Linked DNA regions of Rattus norvegicus: region 1 is linked to region 2. A link is a contact called in public Hi-C data. All regions are on one chromosome and are shown on one strand. Each heading gives the region's core, a stretch centred on a gene start, on an enhancer-like site or on the middle of the called end of the contact. The rest is flanking DNA. Distances are from core to core; before and after follow the strand shown.

What was found. Hi-C and Micro-C count contacts between places; a contact is called where the count stands out from the background.
Region 1: a Hi-C map of liver shows a contact between it and region 2, with 3 times the contacts expected there. The contact joins two enhancer-like sites. A contact is called at or near these places in 2 of 12 Hi-C or Micro-C datasets (liver and mammary epithelial cells).

Annotation. Positions count from the first base shown.
Region 1 is chr1:126,925,642-126,929,161 of GRCr8, forward strand. All of the region lies in intron 1 of Klf13 (KLF transcription factor 13), which reads right to left. Among named protein-coding and RNA genes, the nearest start is that of Klf13, 21 kb to the right of the region's middle. Within about 2 kb of position 1,895, at least 11 of the 93 cell types and tissues checked have an H3K27ac peak or open chromatin away from gene starts, as enhancers often do. A contact at or near this core is called in liver, where this site is marked.
Region 2 is chr1:126,833,736-126,837,187 of GRCr8, forward strand. No RefSeq gene overlaps it. Among named protein-coding and RNA genes, the nearest start is that of Klf13, 110 kb to the right of the region's middle. Within about 2 kb of position 1,501, at least 64 of the 93 cell types and tissues checked have an H3K27ac peak or open chromatin away from gene starts, as enhancers often do. A contact at or near this core is called in liver, where this site is marked.

The sequences.
Region 1 (3,520 bases), core at 645-3,144, 92 kb after region 2:
GAGATCTGTGGTGACTCCCAGAGAATCTCCTGCTGTTCATTACACGCAAGCCCTGTGCCTACCTGGGGATGAGGGTAGAGGACACACCCCCTGTGCAAAAGAAACTCTTCCATGGCACCAAGGCCTCAGGGCTGGGTGAGGCATAGTGATGGGGTATGCCAGCTGCACTGCTGGCAGCTCCACCCCACATCCCCAGGACCCTGTAAGCAGCTGCGAGAAGGGTACCTCTGTGCTTTAGGTAATCAATGTGCCTCTTTCTCTTGCCTCTTCTTGTACACCCCACCCGTACCCCTGGTGCCTCCTAGACGCTTTTGCTCTCAGATATCCCGCCCCAATGGAGGAGCCACCAACAGTGGGTCAGCTCTACCTTTACGTCAAGCCGGCTCAGCCGACTCTTCCTCAGATGGTGAGTCAATGCCCATCAGAGCTGGGCCTCAAAGGCCAGATTTTGCCTAGAAATGAATCTGCCTACCCTTCCTTACCACAGCAGTGCTGTCAACAGATGCTACAGCTTGCTGCCTGCACGGTCGGATCACAGGTGAAGAGAGGACCAGAGGAAACCAGTGCCCCCATCTGACCCACGAATGGGGGCTGAGCAGTACCAGTCTGAGGTACCTGGTTCTGAACCTTCCAGATCCAACCCACAGCACCCTGTCACTTCAGGCTTTGAAAGCAAGGCTAGCAGCTACTTCAGAGCAGGTTGTAGCAGCTGGCTAATCAAAGTCAGCCTGAGAGGTAAGCGCCCCTGCAGGAACAATCCCAGGCCAGGGCCACCAGTCACCAATGTGCCTGCTGCAGCAGACAACACCTAGCATCTGGGGGAGGCTGAAAGGGATACCTCAAAGTCTTGAACCTGCCCTGCCCCAACTGACACAGAGGGTTCTAAATTAACCGGGAGGAGGGAGGGAGGTCCCATGAAATTGCTGGCAGGACACAATAAAACAATTTACCCAGAGTTGACTTCATAAAGCAAACACATCGGAACTGCCTTTTTTTTTTTTTTTTTTTTTTAAATCATGGGGCCTGGCTATTTGGTTTTTTATTTTAAAGGAAAAAAAAAAAGGAGTGGGGGGGGGGCGGCTCTGTCATTTCTGGAACAGCTGCTGAGCAGTAGGACTCCTGCTTCACACCCTCAAGGCCAGCCAGCCAATCTCTCCCTTACAGGATCACAGACCCACTGACCCAACAGACGTCTCCAGTTACTGGCAACTTACACCCAGCATTTTCTGGGAAAACCATCGTGTTCAAAGGTCTAGGCTGAGAACAGGCTTTCCTGCAAAATCTCCATACACAGGTATAGACCTTCAGCTCTGCCTGCAGCTGCTCCCAAGTTTGGGAATTCTGCTCAGGAAGCCCTTTAAGAAATTCCAGGCCCTGGGGTTGGGGATTTAGCTCAGTGGTAGAGTGCTTGCCTAGGAAGCGCAAGGCCCAGGGTTCGGTCCCCAGCTCCGAAAAAAAAAAAAAAAAAAAAAGAACAAAAAAAAAAAAAAAAATTCCAGGCCCAGCCAGCCCTGCCCAGTGTTTCCACACAGCCCCTTCCTCCTTGAACCCCGTTTCCTATTTGCCCTCCACCCTATTTCCTATGCCCTTTGCCCCCCTGCCCTGGGGCAGGACCCTAAGGGAGCTGATTCAAGAGACACCACCCAGGGAGGAAGGAAGGCAGGTGCTTCGGTCTGTACACCCAGGACTGGAAAGACCTTTCCACTGTAGCTTTGCAAGGGATTCTATGACCCAGGCCTACCTGGGTCTGCTGCTGCTAAGGGAGGTTCGGTGACAGCAGGACAACTCCCAGAGCTGGAAGTTTGTCCCAAATCCTGCCCCTCCTCCAGTAAGTCTCTGGTTGGAGGTGGCACTCCATGCTCTGTGGCATCTACAGTTGCTTCATTCATCTGGAGGAGGGGTAGGGTGTGTGTGGGTGGAAGCTCATGGAATTGTCTAATGTTTTCACAAGCCACAGACAAGGTTTAAACACAGCAAAACTCTTGAAGCCATGTTTGGATGCAGGCAAGCTTCATATCTAAGGAGTACCAAAGTATGTATGTACTCTATGAGCACAGCAGAGAAACATGGAGTATTCTGGGGTACAGATAAGGAGTAAGTATGATTGTCCCTTCTGAAATTCTTGAATTGTCAACTGAACTGGTTCAGGCAGTCATAAAGAATATAACAACACTCTACACAAAGCCACATATATACCTGCACGTGTGTGCGTGCGTGCAAACACACACACACACACACACACACACACACACACACACACACACACAAATCTCCCGCTCCCAAACAGGGCTGTTTCCACCAAACTGTCACCCCCAAACTAAACAAGGAAGTAACACTCATTTGCACACTTGCCTAGAGAGGGCAATAGGACCACATGCCAGACATTTCATAATAGTGTTTCCCCTCCTTTAACTAAGGGTTGCAAAACACATTTGAAAATTTCCGTTTCTATGAACCCCTATAAGACAGTAATAATTCAACACCCTTGGTTTCTGCCAGGAGACTAGCAACCATCACAGACAGGCTCTCCCAGGAGCTCTATCCTGTGACTCCTGGAGTTCTATACAGGGAGAAAAGTATCCACTCTAAAAGCTTTCAGATGCAGAATGCTGTGTCAAGGGTCTCCTCCAGGTGATTACGGCTATGAGGGGAGAGAGCTGAACCCAGAGAGCAGACATTTCCGTTTCTTCCCATTCAATTCTTAGGTCTCGGCTCTGCTTTCCAAAGGAAAACAGAGTATCTTCTGCAGTGTATCTTCCTGGCTCCATCTTCCCCAAGCTGCAGAGAGCCACATGGGGGCCTGCTTTCTTTGTCATCCTGAACTGAAGGGACCATATCCCATTTCAGAGACCAACATCAACAGGCTCTCTCTGGGACGTCCGTGGTGGCTGCTGCACAAGAACACGGCGCTCAGACAGTGGCCTGAAGCCCCGGGAGGATGTGCTCGCTCCTGTTTCAGACTTTCCAAGACGCCAAAGACAGACAAGACACCTAGGTTTAATTATCTGACAAAAAAAAAAATCTTCCTCCTTTGAGGCTGATCTAAAGAAACGGCGACTTAGCCAGGTATGGCAGTGCATGCCTTTAATCTCTGTTCTCCGAAGGCAGAGGCAGGAAGATCTCTTGAGAAGGCATCCTAGTCTACAGAGTGAGTTCCAGGACAGCCAGGACTGTTACACAGAGAAACAATGTCTCAAAAGGAAGTGGGGGGCAGGGAGGGAGGTCTGGCAACTTGTAGCCACCCAGGAAGTCTAACAATGAGCTCCCAGCTTCATCAATGAATGCATAATCTGAGCGTGACACTGAAGAGGATGGCTAACAGCTCGGGTCTTCTGACCTTATGACCACAAATGAGAACAGGCGAGGACAGCACTAGACGCTCACGTTCACGACAATGCCAGAACATAAAGCTGCCAGCACTAAGTGCTGTGAGACCAATTCACTGTCACACTAGGAAGAGAGAAGCAGCCACTGTGGAAGGTCACTCACGGACTCTTACGAATTTATACAGCCTTATGCA
Region 2 (3,452 bases), core at 251-2,750:
TAACTTTTAGGAGGCACTGTTTGTAAATGATACCATGGTATATACAGTCTGACCCTCTTGAAACTTAAAAACAAAAGCATTCAGCTAACGAAATGTCAGTGGCAGGAAACATGGAAACTCCCAGTCCACAAACAGAAGGATACTGCCCAGACCTCCCAGGGAGTCCTGCCTGACTGACCCTCAGACAGAAGGAAGGACATAAATGACAAAAGTCAACAGAACAAAGATGCGATGTCAGCAGTGTGTTTAAATGATGCACAAACAAGGGGGGGGGGGGACAACCAAAAAGTTTGTGGGGAGAAACTATCTCAGGGATATATATAGCTCAGTGGCTGAGCATGGCTGAGTTTGAGATCCTAGGCTCCCTCCCCAAGCACTAAATAAATGAGTGAGTAAGCAATCTGGTCTCGATACAAAAACTTGAGGCCTGCCTCAAAAAGAGACATCTTTCTGCAAGTCATGGATGAGACCTGCCTAATTTCCCCTCCTGGTTGTTGACATCCAGAGGTGCCTCAAAGCTCTAGAAAGCCAAGTGGGTATTTAGCCTATGACCCAGGTAGATAGCTATGCCAGGGGAGGGGTACTTTCCCCTATCTGACGGAGTTCACAAGTGCTGGTGTGAGGAAACGCGTAAGTCAGAATGCCATCCGCCCACTCCTGTGTTTGAGCCAGTCGGGGCGATGAACTTAGACCCCTGGGCTGGGAAGCCTCTGCTATCAGTATGTCCATCACGAGTCCAGCCTTCTAATTTAACTGCTTGGTAATTTTGGGTACTTATCTTTGTGGGTCTCACCATTCCCCTTCCTACCTCCTTCCAGCCACGGATTACTCAATACCGTGTGATTCAACTGTCCAGCAACCAATGCGTTTGCTCCTCATCCTATCTATCTCGCCAAGCCCCAACACTTCATTCAACTAAACGCTGGTAGCTCATGGCAGGAAAAGAGCTGACAGAAAGCCCAGGAAGCAAATAGGCTTTTAAAGGACAGCGAGTCTGTGTGGCCAGCAACTCACTAATGTTACTCACTAATTAACGCCCTTTGCTTTTTTTCTTCCATTTGTGTAACTTAAAGATGTTTATCATTTATCATTTTAACTTACTTCACACTACTAAAGATTGTTTGCAACCTTCCATGCAACGCCCAGGTTTAAGAAGTCCTCGCTATCTGCACTCATGTATAAAAGAAATAAATAAAACCTTTAAAAAAAAAAAAAAGTTCTCCCAGAGCTGAAGCCAGGCATACTCCCTCATTCTCCTATGTAGAGGATTGCACAGCAGCCAAGGGAATCGCCCACAAATGGCTCCCGGTAGGTCATGGCGACCTTGAGGCCGGACTGACTCAACCTGCTTTTTCCGCTGGCACATTGAGGACCGAGAGACCCGATCTCCGCCGGCCGCTACTCCCTCTGCCCGCCAGACAGCCACGTGGGCGACAGCTGGGGAACCCTAGGTTTCTGAGTGTCCCGGCCACCCACAGCCCCTCCCACAACTGGGGCGGGGCGTCCTAGTGCTGGTGACCTGCTCTAGGAGGTGAGGTAAGGTTTGAATGAGGCTGGGACAACCGGACTGTCCTTCTGTCGCATGCGCAGAAGCACCCGAGGTACTGCCAGGCTGAGGATCCACGCGAGGTACTGCCAGGCTGAGGGTAGGAAGCCTCGAGAAATCGGGAGCTTGATCTTCGTCCACCGTCAGGAACTGGCCTGGTCGGGGACTGAGTCTTGAAACCAGGTCTCTCTGGACCCAGGAATGAACACAGGAAACCAAGGAACTAAGGAGGCTAAGGCTGACAGGGCCTGAAGAAGAAAGGGTGTTTGGTGAAGCGTGAATACTAATGTGTAAGATAAACTCCTCCCTGTGGTGAATGAAGCCTTGGAAACAGGGGTGGATGCAGTGGGATTGAAGAAATGTGAATAATAAAAGGATACAAAATGCCTCGTACTGTTGGGGCCTCTTTAGCGTGTCTATTATTCCTCTCCTTGTTCTGCTCATGTGTAGGCAGTCCTGTCGGGAGACTTTATGAACTTCTGACAGTCCTAGGAGACGCAATCTCATAGCAAACTCCCTGATCCTCTAAGTGTGTAACAATTAATGGGAAAAGAGGCTATAAATTTGAAAGGGTGCAAAGGTGGTATGTATGTGGGGAGGGAAAGGGAGAAATGTTGTAATGGCATTATAATCTCAAAAACTAGAAGAAAACGGTTTTTTAAGGATACAAAATAGCCAGGTATGGTACAAGCTTCTTTTACGACATTACTGGAGAGGCAGAGGCAGGATCTCTTTGGGTTTGAGGCCAGTCTGGTCTACGTAGGGACTTACAGGCCTGCACAGAGAGACTGTTTCGAAATCTAATAAATCTAATCTAAATAAATAAGAACAAATACAAAATGTCAAGAATTATTTCTGGAGAACTGCTGTAGCTTAAGACAAACTGGGGGTGGGGCGGGAGTAGTGAGAATGCCAGTCATTTTGATTTAACATTGTTGTAACGCATCCAAGCCTCAAAACTTCCGGTTATCTGACCAAAATATTTACAATTTTTATTTTTCCATGGAAAGTAGATTATCAAGAAAGTGGCTCAAATCAGCATCTCCATCCAACTGGCGGGCCAGGAATGTCTAACAAAGAAGTCAGATTGGAGCAAGACCCAGGAGTCTTGCTAAGGGGTGGGGGAAGGGAAGCCAGCCTAATTAGGTGAGGTTCGCACTGGCAAAAGATCTGCTAAGGTGTCAGAGAGGCCATAAAAGCTGCAGCCACAAACCGTGTCAAATCTCCCTGAATGAAGGCAAAGGAGGCTTAGCTTCCCTTCTGGCCTGGTGGAAGGCAGCTAACCAAGTTGAATTTGTCCTATGAACTGGTTGCCAAGGAGACATTCTGCATGGTCTCTACAATAAGGAAGAGAGAGATCTGAATCTCCCCCCTGAAGGTGACCGGACAGTCTAGTATGGTACCCCAATAGCACTGAGCCCCACAGACTGTGAGGGACCCAGAAGTGTCATCTCCTAAGGGTCTAGAAGGAACAGGCAAGCAAATAGTCTCAGCTCTAGAAGTGCATCCATCATTAAAGTGCCTGTTTTGGCTGCCAGAGGCTATGCCAGTTTCTCCCCATGCTGGAAGAGGCAGCAGCTTGAGCAGTTTCTCTTCCCCCTTGGTGTACAGAGCTTTTGTTCACACAGAGGCATGGGTCACCACTGGCCTGAGTCCTGCTTCCCTAATCCAGGCATATGACCAGGGCTGGGTTCAAGTGGCAACACTCAGACAGATCACAGTGACTTGACGTTGATGTTCTGCACTCTCTAGGTCTCTAATCCAGAAGCTACAGGCCACCTTGTAGGAGTGCGGGACTGAGTTAAAGGCCAAAATGTATGGGAACTGGAAGAGAATTGGCGGAGAGAGGGAAGATGACCTTGAGTGCATCTGGAGCTCCCGGGTTCAAAGTTACAAAGCCACTGTG